2 separate regions of the Mus musculus genome follow, and region 1 is linked to region 2. A link is a contact called in public HiChIP or PLAC-seq data. All regions are on one chromosome and are shown on one strand. The core of a region is the stretch at or near the end of the contact, and the rest is flanking DNA. Distances in the headings are between cores, read along the strand shown. Region 1 overlaps Snx14 (sorting nexin 14). Region 2 holds the start of Cyb5r4 (cytochrome b5 reductase 4).

Region 1 (6,568 bases), core at 2,387-4,886, 1.4 Mb after region 2:
CATCCAAACTTAGGCTACCTCTGCAATATCAGATATGTGAGATTATACGAGGAGAGGAGGAGAGAGAGAAAGCCCAGATATTAAATATGTTTCACCTTATAATTCAAAATCAGATTTAAAAGCTTCAAAGTTATACAAGTGCGAAGGAATCCTTATCAATAACACGATACAGGGAAGAAGACAGCACACAGCTGTTTGGGTATTTGTGATCTAGATTATTAATGTTTTTGAAAACAGTATGTTGGAAAATCATTCAGCATGTTCTTTTCCTTAGATGTACCATGTGGTACAGCACAACACAGAGAGACTAAACTAACCAACAGAAGGTCAGATTTTCAGTACAGAACTGTGTCCATGTTAGATGCACTCATTCATGAGGCTTAACACATTTTAGCCTGAGGTAAAATGAGTGTTTTCCCAGGCATGGTGCCTCATGCCTGTGCCTACGATGTATCCTAGCACTTGTGTAGTTTGAGTCTAGCCTAGACTGCACAGTAAGCTCTTGTCTCATACATACAGCAGAATGTCGGGCGGGGCGGGGGGGCCACAAAGGACGTCAGTAGTAACATTGTTTGCCTAATACACAGATGCTCTTGACTCAATCCCAAACAAACAAACAAACACAACTTTTTAAAGAAATCTTGAAGCTAAAAAAATATATTCCTAAGGAGTTGTACTTTGAGTACACAATAAACTGGGTCAGACTTCGCTGTATGCATTAAAAATTTACTTTTAAAGTACAAGTAAACAAAATGTAAACAAACCAAAAAAATAAAATCGTCTTTAAATACTTTAAGCCATTTAACAGCAAACTGGATACTCTAAATTTCCAATCAAAGGATGTTAGCAAACTCTTCTAATGGTTAAGTATCAGAGAAGAGGCCTCTTAAGTGTGACTGCTAACATTAAAGTTAAGTAAATACGGAGAAAAACATACTTTAAACGGCTGTATTCATATCTGTATGTCCAACCTGCCTTTTTTATATTTTAAAACTAGAAAAGGTATACAAAAGATACCGGGTGCCCTTAAAAGGGCAAAGAGAGCTCTCCAGCGCTGAAGCTGGAGCCTTTGACTTCAGTCATCTAGCAGGTGGGTTTTATTTAGGCAAACAATGAAAAAGACTATAATGCCATCAGAAAATAGCAACAGCAGGTTAAAACCAGTACACACCCAGAGGTAAACTGCTTACCTGTTGAATTTGGAATTGCGTGTGGGCGATTCTGCACCTCTTAAAAGTTGCCTAAAATACTTCAAAACAACAAGACAAATTAGGATTAACAAAACCAGTACTTGACATTGAAACACACTACTTTCTCTTACTTAATCTTGCTTTTTTAAAATTTATTTCGCTACTTAAATCTCAGACCCAACACTATCAGAGCCACTCTGAAGAAGTGGAGAAGCCTGACTCACCTCATCACTGTGGCAGAACATGGGGGTAAACACGTTCTCCAACAGGGAAAGGACGTGCTCATATGCTTCAAAAAGACACCTCATAGTTTGCAGCTTCACAACATCTATGTATGGGCCTTCAGCAACTATTTAAAACAACCCAATTGTACAAGTTATTGCTGAGTAACAGAAAGGTAACATATTCATTTAAATTTCACTATGTGAAATGAACATACAAACTATGTTTAATAGAAACTCCTACAGAAGAAATCTCACTAGAATGGGAAATGAGAAAGATTTACCTCCAGCTCTGAGAAACATTAGTTATGTGAGTTGTTTTATCTTATGGACTCTTTTGAGTGTCAGGGTCCCACTAAGCAGCCAGACTCAAGTGGAATTTCCTTGTAGGATAGGCTGTCCTTGAACCCATGATCTTCCTGCCTCCACCTCCAAGGGCTAAGATTACAGGCATCCACCTTCATGCCTGCCTCAGTTATATTTATAGTGAACACTTCTCTTTCTCAAAGCTTTAATCTTGTCAGTAAAATATGTAAAAAAAAAAAAAAAAGTCTTAACTAAGAAAGTTAATAAAAGGTCCTAAGTATTTTTTAAAGCATCTTAACTGCTGCTGGAATGACTAAAAAATACGTGAAGCGCTCAAGAGTGCGCTTGGTAACTGCTCTTGCAAAGGACCAGAGTTCAGTTACCAAAACCCATGTTGGCAGCTCACAACCGTCAGCACTAGAGGGCTCTAAAGCCTCTGCCCTTCAAGGGCACCTGGGCACATGTACACACTCGAACACACACACACACACACACACACACACACACACACACACACACACACGCACGCACGCACGCACTTGAAAATAATTATTCAAGCAATAAAAAGTGCCAGGAGTGGTGACTCATGCTTTTAATCCCAGCACTGGGGAAGCAGAGATGGACAAGTCTCTGAGTTTGAGATCAACCTGGTCTATAAAGTGAACTCCAAGCTACCCAGGGACACATAGTGAGAGGCTCCTCCCTCAAACAAACAACTGTATAAATTAATCTTTTTTTAAAGTAGAATAAGAGACACGAAGAAAACGCAGCAGACGGGAACAATGCCGACCACCCATGCACTATCCGCTCTGACTTACTTCTTTGAATCTCTTCGACAATGAAGGGATCAAAGCGAATTTTGTCAATGCTTTCATCCAAGCAGTAGGTCTTATAAATCTTCTGCAATTCTTCATGGAGAGATAGCATTTCATCATTTGATAACTCTGGACGCAAAATTCTATCATTAAATTCCTCTAACAAATTAGAGAGAGATTAAGAAAAAAAGTTAATATAAATGCTTTCATGAAAACTTCACGCTCTTATTCTAACTAGAAGCAGAAAATATAATCAAATTATTATTTTAAACTTTTAGAAAAGGACTTGAGAGTAGAATACTCAAATTAAAAACAAATTCAGCCAGGTAGGGGTGGCGCAAGCCTTTAATCCCAGCACTCGGGAGGCAGAGGCAGGCGGATTTCTGAGTTCGAGGCCAGCCTGGTCTACAGAGTGAGTTCCAGGACAGCCGGGACTACACAGAGAAACTCTGTCTTGAAAAAAAACAAAAAAACAAACAAAAAACAACAAAAACAACAGATACAAAAAAAAACAAACAAAAACCCAAATTCAACAAGATTTTTATGTTAATATAAAATATATAAACATGGCTAGCAATACAAATTTGCTACAACAGACTAGTAAGCATATTTGTAATATTTTCTATAAAGAACATATTAGATTAGTTTCTCATACCAAAGATCTGTCAAGATTGTAAAATCTGATTGCTCACTAAGTAATAATGACAATCCAGCTCGGAAAGTTTCTCACAGATCCAACGCGCCGTGATATTCCAGCTTGGCACTCCTAACAGAATGCTGGCCGAGCGGTGCTGATTTGGACTGTGAGATCTTTCACACAGCACCACCACACTGGATTTTTAGAGATTCTTTTCTGCTACTAGAATCTGACTGCAGGCAATGTTACGGTCATGCCCCACCTAGAAAGGACTAGACAGCTGGAGAAGCTCAGTCACCCGAGATATCTAGCATGAAATGTCGTCTGGACAGCAGATCTGCTCTAAACAGCCACAGCACTAGCAAGCATGGTGACGTCACTGGTGACACGCAGAGGAAGCCTCACCGACTGTCAGACAGAACTGCAGGACGTGCACGGCCCCTTCTTGTTTCAGGAAGTTCATAAAGCGGAACAAAAGGTCCTGCTGTTCTCTGATTTGTTTCAGCTCTAACTTCAGCACCTTGTCGCAACATGAGAGGAAGAGTAAGTGAAAGATACATGAATGTATTTTAAAACTGTTATCTCCAAAACATTAATGCTGAAAACACTCACGGATGGCTTTTTATTTCTAGGTTCTGCAAATTTCTGCAGGAATGGAACCAAAGGGGAAGCTGGTTCAGTTGCTTTTTCAGGCTTGGAAGAAACAGAATTATCAATTCAGTAAAATTCGCACTAGAGTTGGTACATACAGTTCAAACAAAGCAGTTCCAAGTGTCGCACGCAGTACGCTCAATACTCACAGGGCTGTCGTCTATGAAGATGATAAGCAAATGATTGACAGTATCCTAATGGGACGTAAGAAGCACAGGTCAGAATAACCCACTGTCATGTTCTGCCAAAAATTCTCAGAACTTTCACATTATCAAGTTTGCTAGAAAAATAAACAGCACAGTGACTGGCTAAATATCTGTATCTGTGTGTTACAGAGGGACTCCTAAAGAACTACAATCAAACCAGTCAGAACTGTTGAAAGTGTCCATCCAAGAACAAATAAATAAGCAAAATGTGACACACACATAGAATGGATTACTACTGAGACTTGGCAAGGAAAGGACTACTAAAACATTCCTCTGCCAAGGAATTACTGTTTATGGGTGTAGAATTTACAGGATTTTCGTTTTGTTAAGACCAACACTTTGGAAGGTGATGATGATGGTCACTCAAATAAGCACATGTTTCAAAACAATGTACTATACACACAAAATGGCTAAACAGTAATTCAAGAGTATTTTATAAAAAAGAAAGAAAGAAAGAAAAAGAAAAGAAAAAATGTAATCTTACTGGATCAGCTAGGAAATCCAAAGAAGGAAGAAGCACAGAACCAGACAGAATCTCTCTTATGAGTAATGTCAGGGACCTGGAGACAGAAGTAATAATAATTAATAATAATAATTAATAATAATAATTCTGTAATCAGTGACCCGCACAAGTTCCTCATTGTCAAGCACTTAACTAACTAAAGACCCCACGGAAATGAAACTATGGGGATGGACATGGTAGCGCACGCCTTTAACCCCAGCACTGGAGAGGCAGAAAAAATTGGATCTTAGTTCAAGGCCAGCCTGATCTACACAGCAAGTTCCAGGTCAGCTACAGGCTGTACTATGAAACCATGTAGGTAGGTAGGTAGGTAGGTAGGTAGGTAGGTAGGTAGGTAGATAAGTAGGTAGATAGGTAGATAGGTAGGTAGGTAGGTAGGTAGGTAGGTAGGTAGGTAGGTAGGTAGAAAAGAAAGAAAAAAGGAAAGGGGAAAGGGGAAGGGGGAAGGGGGAGAGGGGGAAGGAGGAAGGGGGAAAGGGGAAAGGGGAAAGGGGGAAGGGGGAGAGGGGGAAGGGGAAAGAGAAAAGGGGAAGGGGGAAGGGGAAGGGGAAAGGGGGAAGGGGGAAGGGGAAAGGGGGAAGGGGAAAAGGGGAAAGGGGAAGGGGGAAGGGGGAAGGGGGAAAGGGGGAGAGGGGGAAGGGGAAAGGGGAAAGGGGAAAGGGGGAGAGGGGGAAGGGGAAAGGAAAGATGGAGCTGGGAGTGTAGTTCAGTGGAAGAGCGCTTGTCTTATGTGGCTGTTTAGGCTCCTCCCCTACGTACACACTTATCTATCCAAAAAACTCAGATTAAAATTCAGTAGGACCAGGAAGGGCCGTACAATTCTGCATTTTCAGCAAGTGTCTAGATGCTTCTGCTGCAGCATCACACACTTGGACTTGCGCTCTTCATTTGCTAAAAGTGCCCACTGTTTAAAGGAAATGAGCGCTCTCTTACAGGAGGGAGCAGGAAGACATCAGAGCACTTTTCCTTCTCGAATCTTTGCTAGCTTTATAAGTTCACGTTTACAGGCTGGAGATGTAGCTGAGAGACTGAGTAGCATGTACAAGGTCCCGGGTTTGCTCCTTAACACACACACCAAAAAACTGTGTATGTATGGTATATCCAACAGCATGCGCCCTAAGACTAAGGACAATTTAACTGGCAACACAAATGAGACTAAAGATTTCTTTACGAAGGAGGATCAGTATGTTTCCCAGGACGGATTTTCACATTTGCACTCTGCTCAGGCACCTACATAGATGAGATCACAGCAGCATATCCAGCTAGACAGCTTGATCAAAACACTAAAATACCTCTACCAACATGCACTTCTATATCGTCTAATGATTAAATATTTGCAAGTACATCACTGAGCTGAGCATGGTGACACAGACCTACAACCCTAAATTGGGAGACAAAGCAGGTCGAGAACACTATGTAGCATGGCCCTGTCTCAATGAACGGAAAGGAAGAGAGGGAGAGCGGACAGAGGAGAGAGGAAAGAATGAGCCACAATTTTCCCCTCTAAATTGTTCTTTTACTGTAAATAACAATCTAAGAACTATCAGGATAAGGGTAATGAAGTAACTTATGGGCAAAATCCACATATACTTCTCTAGAAGAAGGGGGAATGGAGGGAAGGACCCCTAATTATTCTTTCCAGCTGGACAGCTTAAAAACCAAACTTGTCTGCAAAGTATGCTCAAAGTGTTTCTGTCTATAAGAATCATGGTATGCATGTCTTTAAAAAGGAACATCAAGAAAATAAAGCAGAAATATTTCAAATAAAATTAAGTGTCCTCATTTATTTAACTGTGACTTCTACAATCAGTTTTTAATAACAAATTCTAAGGCAAAATAACAAATACTCAGCACCTAAATTGGCATTTTAACATCTGACCAAATTATTCTCAAGTGAAAAACTATTCATACCATAAATTTATACCAAGTTTTAGTGAAGCCTTATTATAATAAAACAGCAATATACATGCTATATGTATATGCTATATAGATATATTCACTATATACATTACAAATACT
Region 2 (5,978 bases), core at 968-3,467:
ACTTCTGTTGACAATTTGAATTTTGTATATAAATGTACCATAAACTTTTAAAACTAATTTATTTGTATATACATTATTAATAAAACATTTTGTAATAATTACAGTATTTGGAATCCTCTTTGTCCCTACACTAGAATTAAATGTTGGGATTTTAAGATAGACATCATGTACAAATGTCCTGATTGTGTTATAAATATTTGTGATTCACAAAGAATACTTCTGGTTTTTTTTTTATTAAATCACAAATTTATCTTTAGTTATAATTTTTCAAGGAACTATTTGGTTTTTTTAAAAGACCGGCTCTTGTAATGTCTGGTGTTTTCTGCTGATCTCAATTGGATGTTTAGTTACAGATGATATAATCTTGGCAGTTAGTGAGGAAAACTGGGTGCTGCTACTATTCTCACGGATATTAGTATTTGTTTGCTTGCTCATAGGGAAATGCTTTAAGTAATTATAGTTGAGAAAGAAAAACAATCTTGGGTCACTTAAATCTTAAGGACTGTAATTAAGTATGGAGTAGTGTGACTCTCACTCTGATATTCTCCTGTTGTCTTTAATCTGGTGTTCAGTACTTTCTGTATATGTTGAAGGATTCCTATAATTAAAAAAAAAAGGTTTAAATTTGAATGATTTGTACAGAGTCTAAAAACGGTGAGAACATGAAGTTGCTCTCTTTTCTTTTGTCCTGGATAAAGCTAAGATTTGGAAGACATAAAATTCAACATTATCCACTTTCCTTTTGCTTTAGTTTCCCGCTCACAATATTCTCATATAAACATCTTCTTCTGGGGAGTAAAATAAATCCTCAGTGACTGATTTTTCTTACATAGGCATCACAGAAGAAAACTTATTCCATACTTTAATGAGATGGACGATGGACTTGCATGGTTAGGGTGACACAGTAGATTATGCTCATGAAGTCCTTTTAGTTTTTATATAATCACCTGCTCAGCAGTTCAGGTGCAAACAAACATATTTTATTAATCTATAATCTGAGCTACTTGTGAGGATGAGGCAGGAGAACTGCAAGTTCAATGCTTGTCTGACAATATACCAAAAATATTTTCCTGCAGTATTCCAGAATAAAAATGGGTAGAGGTGGAGATGAGAGGTAATTAGCTAGCTAAGAAATGTCCCGTGCTTGAATGACTAAGCATATCCACAGACTCTCTCATAATATTAAACCACATTATCACAACTTTGACTCCCAGGGACTCTGGAAACTACATAGCTGGAGTAAATGATGTGTCCAGAATCAGAAAAAATTAGAACCCCACAGAGAATGGGATGGGTTATTTAGAACTACTCTTTGGGAAAATGTTCTCTTTCTATTGGATTCCACCCTGTGGATCTGTGTATTTTCCTAGCAAAAAGAAAAAGCCAATGTATCACTAACATGGACCCACAGTGTTAGGAATTTCTCTTGTTAACAAATCAGGATAGTATAAGGTGGCCTGTCTTTTGTTACATGCCTATTAATATATACAGTATATGGTTTAGATATAGCCATTTATTTCTTACAGAAACCCAAGCCTATACAGACAAAATGTTCCTTTAATAAAAAGTAGCGTGCATAGGCCATTAAATACAAGGATGACACCAAAACCAAATCACTCTATTTAGGAGTGAGCTACTTGTAGATTTCAGGGAAAGTGAAGAGTTATGGGAGGAGGAAGAATGTGTGAGTGTATGGATAGAGAAGGTCTTCTGGAAACGTCGTCTGGAAACGTCTTTTACTCGTTTTCCAGACTGGTTCCCCAAACGTGACGTTTCTTAACCCACAGCAGAGGCTGCTTGAGTTCGGCTTCTTAGCTCATGAAACTGTGAAGTCCTCTTTCCTAGAGCTTAGTATTTTACAGGAGAGAACTATTCAGCAGTCTGAACGTTTTGATAGTGTTGTTTTCTTTCATATTTCAATTGTTGTTTATCAAGAGACAGGCACTGGTCTTCTTGTTCTACCAGAAATAACCCTCGGCCTCTATCAGCACCAGGGCTGGGGAACAGCTTCACTCTCTGATCTTTCAGCAGAAAGCTGTCATTTCCTTGTGGTGCTGAAGTTTAGGACCAAAGAGTAACTGAGCATGCGCTGCCCTGCCCCCAACCCCCGCACAGCCACCCCTTCCCAAGCCGGGCGACCGGGCTCACAGAGTGAGTGAGCCTTTCCTCTGACTCCGCCCCCGCCCCGCCTCTCGTGAGCGTGATTGCGTCACGACGCGCCTGACCCCTGGCGACCCCGGAAGTGGGTCGGGGGCTTGGCCTCGGCCGGGCCAAGGAGCCCGCACGGACGGTGGTGGGCGCTGGGGTCCCACCAGGGCAGCCTGTCCGGTGGCGGAGCCCGGATGCGGCCCGAGCCGGGGGCCCAGGATGCTGAACGTCCCTTCCCAGGCTTTCCCGGCCCCCGGCTCCCAGCAGCGCGTCTCCTCCCAGGGGCGCAGCAAGGTAAGTGGCGACGCCGTTCGTTCGACTACTAACTCAAACGCCCTAAGTGTGTTTGAGCTGCTGAAGTTGGCCGCGGTAAGTCCACTCGGCACCCCGCTTCCGGCATGGTTGCATTTCTGTCTCAAGCTGTCCTCTCCAGTCTTTTGTTCTTTACGGTCAAAGATCCAGGCTGAGCAGTGGCGGTGGCTAGGGATGATTGGAGTCTGCAAACCTGCCGTCAGATTTAGTGCCACCTCTTCAAGTCGCACTCCTCTGTGTATACGGTAGCCAGTGGTTCCAGCACTGCCTCATCTGTAGACACCCCTGGTTGATTTTGAATCTGGTACCATGCTCTTGTCTATTTGTTGAATATGGTTACTGTCAGCAGCAGGTGGAAATACAGATATATAGTTGCAAAATTCAGTACAAATTGTGTAGTGTATTCATTGCAAGGCGAATGCTCTTATGTTATTTTGCTAGTTCCTTATTCTGTAACCACATCTTGGTATTTTCTTTTGAGACTTCTGTCTTCTTGGGCTACTCGATTCCTTTCTCGAGTTTTATTTTATATGACTTTGAGACTTTCCATTCTTCTCCACTTAGATCTGAGGTTTTGCCCTTAGATCAGAAAAGGAATTGAGGTTTTCATTTATTTTTCAGAAATGTCTGTCCCCAGCTTTAATCATACATAGCACTAAGATGTTTTGTGGGCTCACTGATGGCCATGTGTATCTGGAGTCCTTTTCCTTTGCCCATTGAATCTTCACAGTTACCCTGAAGCTAGGGACGTTTACTATCTTCATTCTTGGTAAAAAGAAATAGGTTGATGAAAGTCTGCTATCAGTCACGTAAGCTTGTGATTATGACATTTCCTTCATTGCTGTGTGTGCGCCTCTGCTCACCAGCCATCAACTGGGTATCTTGCTCTCTCTTTAAGCTAAGTGCTTGGCTCCATAGTCTAAGGTTGCCCTTTGTAGAATGAGAACGTCAGTAACTGACTTTCTTCATTAAAATGGCTATGTTCTCAGCATTCATTTAAAGGAGAAAACTTCTAGGCAAAGACAGCAAGTTCCTTAGATGCGATAGCAGAAGTAAGTTTTGTTGTCCCCAAAGAGGGCAAAGTAAGATCTTTGTGTAATTTAATAGGACCCTCAGGTAGGATTAATTTCTTTGTTATGAAATGAGACAATCTCGAACCCTTGAGAGGCAGAGTTAGGACTGCATAAAACAATGAAACAGTCAGATAAAGTTTTCAAAAATGGAACTCAGCCAGATAGGCTGATTGTTAAATTGTTAAAAGTCTAGAACTTTGGAGTAGGAAAGAGATGTCTTTCCAAGACCCACTACTTCATCGCAGTCACATTCTGGCTCAGGTGTATGTACGCGTGACCAGTTGTTGTTGTTGTTGTCTTGTTCATAGGCCTGAGATGAGACTTTTCCATAGCACAGCATTGCTACGCACTCAGCAGATATTCCTTACCTTACGCCCTTTATTCAAATCTCACCAATTTGAATCTTACACAGAGACAGATTCCTTATGCAATAGCTGTTCAGTGTTTATTGAGAAACTGTAATGTCCTACATATGCTAAGGCATTTGATCATGGGGTTCCCAGTTGATGGTGCTGTCTCGGGATGTTATGAAACCTTGGCTTTATTGGAAACAGTATGTCACTTTGAGCAGGCTTTAAGGGTTTACAGCTTCACCTATTTTCAGTTTGTTCTGTGTGCAGTTGCTATATGATTAATCAGCTTCCTGCTCTGGGTACCTGATGCCACACCTGCCTCGCCATTATGGAATCCCCTTGTGGAACCATAAGCCAAAATAAACTCTTTGTTCTATAAGTTGACTTTGGTCATGGTGTTTTATCATAGCAGCAAAAGGAAACTTAGACAATATGGTGTGTTGAAGGGTGGTCTCTGATACTAAAACAGTATGGTGTGTTGAAGGGTGGTCTCTGATACTAAGACAGTGTGGTGTGTTGAAGAGTGGTCTCTGATACTAAGACAGTGTGGTGTGTTGAAGGGTGGTCTCTGATACTAAAACAGTATGGTGTGTTGAAGGGTGGTCTCTGATACTAAAACAGTATGGTGTGTTGAAGGGTGGTCTCTGATACTAAGACAGTGTAGTATGTTGAAGGGTGGTCTCTGATTTCAAGGGACTTAGTCTCACAGGCAGCACAGATAAGAAAACAGACAATTATATTCCGTACGTCAGTAGGGTATTAGCACCAAAAAAGAATTAGAGTTAGATTGGAGGAAAATACTATGAGCAAGTGCTTGACACCAGTGGGGAATCTGTGCCCATTAGGCCAGAGCATTTGATAGAAAGTTGTAGAAAGTCAAGGCTAAAACATGGAGCTAGTAATGCAAACTGTGACCAGAGGATCTGATTAACAGTTGAGGAATAAGGAGCCACTGTAGAAGAAAGATTTATGATTTGAGTTGCATTTCCAAAGAATTAATTGCCTTAGGGATTACTGAATGGAGAGAGAACCCAGTGATTTTCTCTGGGATAGGAATTGTTTTTCTCACTTTTTATTCTTTGGGAGGAGTCACCAGAAGAGTTTCACCAATGGTCAAAACAAGAAGGTTGAGTTAGATGATGGAGTGTACCCCAGAGGTCCTGACCTATTTATTTTGGGATAAATGAATGCCTAAATTAGATATGACTCCAGAAAGTGCGTACGCAAGCGTCCTCAAGCGTGAGTGTGTCTGCAGTACCATTCTCCTCATACTTTGGAATGAGCTTCTTGGACAAGAGTGTCCCTCTGCAATACAGGTGCTTGAAATTTCATCCTAACGAATGAATTAAAATGCTAGTGTACCCATGTTAATACACTTAGTACCACTGTAAGAGAATACCCGAGAGTGGATATGGATAAAGGACAGATTTATTTATTAGACGGGGAGTGTTCATATCTGGCCAAGGCCTTATTTATTGCTTTGTTAGAATGTGATGGAAGGCATTACAGGGCAATAAAGAATACAAGAGAACTTCAGTTAATGTAAATTGAAAACAGTTTCAAAGCCATTTTTAATTTACATTAATTCTCAGTACTTAAACACTTCCCAGTGTACCCCACCTTGCAGAACAGGTTTATTAAGTGTGTTTTTTGGGGGGAACACTTTCTGACCATCCAATCTGTCACCTTAAAATCTTGAAAATGTATTTTGTAAAAGAAAACAGAACTCCGAATGTCCTGTTACTAAATCATGTAGGCGGGGTATATATTTTCTGTAAAGGGCACCATTATAAACACTGTAATCTTCCCCAGTTCATAACTTCAGGTCCCATCTTTCCTGTTATCTACAGTCAACTGCATGAGTTGTCTTGTCCTGTGTCTAAGGTGTATGTACTGCCCTGTAGCCATCTGTTTTGTTTCCAGATAGATAGTTGAAAATGGAAGTGCATGTTTTCAAGTAATGGTCCAAGTGTCGGACTAACAATAGTGGAAATTCTTCTATCCAAAGAGAAGCCATGAAATGCTTCCTGTGAGTGGAAATGTCAGAGTTCTTAGTAAGAAAAAAAATCATGCCAAGGTCACTAATACCCAC

The links. HiChIP or PLAC-seq counts read pairs in DNA pulled down with a chosen protein or histone mark.
Region 1: a contact with region 2 is called in an H3K27ac HiChIP or PLAC-seq map of microglia, with 8 times the contacts expected there. The contact joins the enhancer-like site here to the promoter of Cyb5r4 in region 2. A contact is called at or near these places in 4 of 39 promoter capture datasets (hippocampal neurons, liver, pre-B cells and 1 more) and 1 of 115 datasets of contacts at active chromatin or transcription factors (microglia).

The regions. Positions count from the first base shown.
Region 1 is chr9:88,400,730-88,407,297 of GRCm38.p6, forward strand. Snx14 (sorting nexin 14) reads right to left here. Exons shown (of 29, transcript NM_001359958.2): 9 at 4,511-4,586; 10 at 3,970-4,014; 11 at 3,782-3,862; 12 at 3,575-3,689; 13 at 2,536-2,691; 14 at 1,415-1,539; 15 at 1,191-1,249; 16 at 1-20. Among named protein-coding and RNA genes, the nearest start is that of Snx14, 35 kb to the right of the region's middle. Within about 2 kb of position 3,637, at least 83 of the 459 cell types and tissues checked have an H3K27ac peak or open chromatin away from gene starts, as enhancers often do. A contact at or near this core is called in microglia, where this site is marked.
Region 2 is chr9:87,019,812-87,025,789 of GRCm38.p6, forward strand. It overlaps Cyb5r4 (cytochrome b5 reductase 4), which reads left to right and starts at 2,218. Exons shown (of 16, transcript NM_024195.2): 1 at 2,218-2,442. The coding sequence starts at 2,368. Ripply2 (ripply transcriptional repressor 2) reads left to right here. Exons shown (of 4, transcript NM_001037907.2): 4 at 1-630.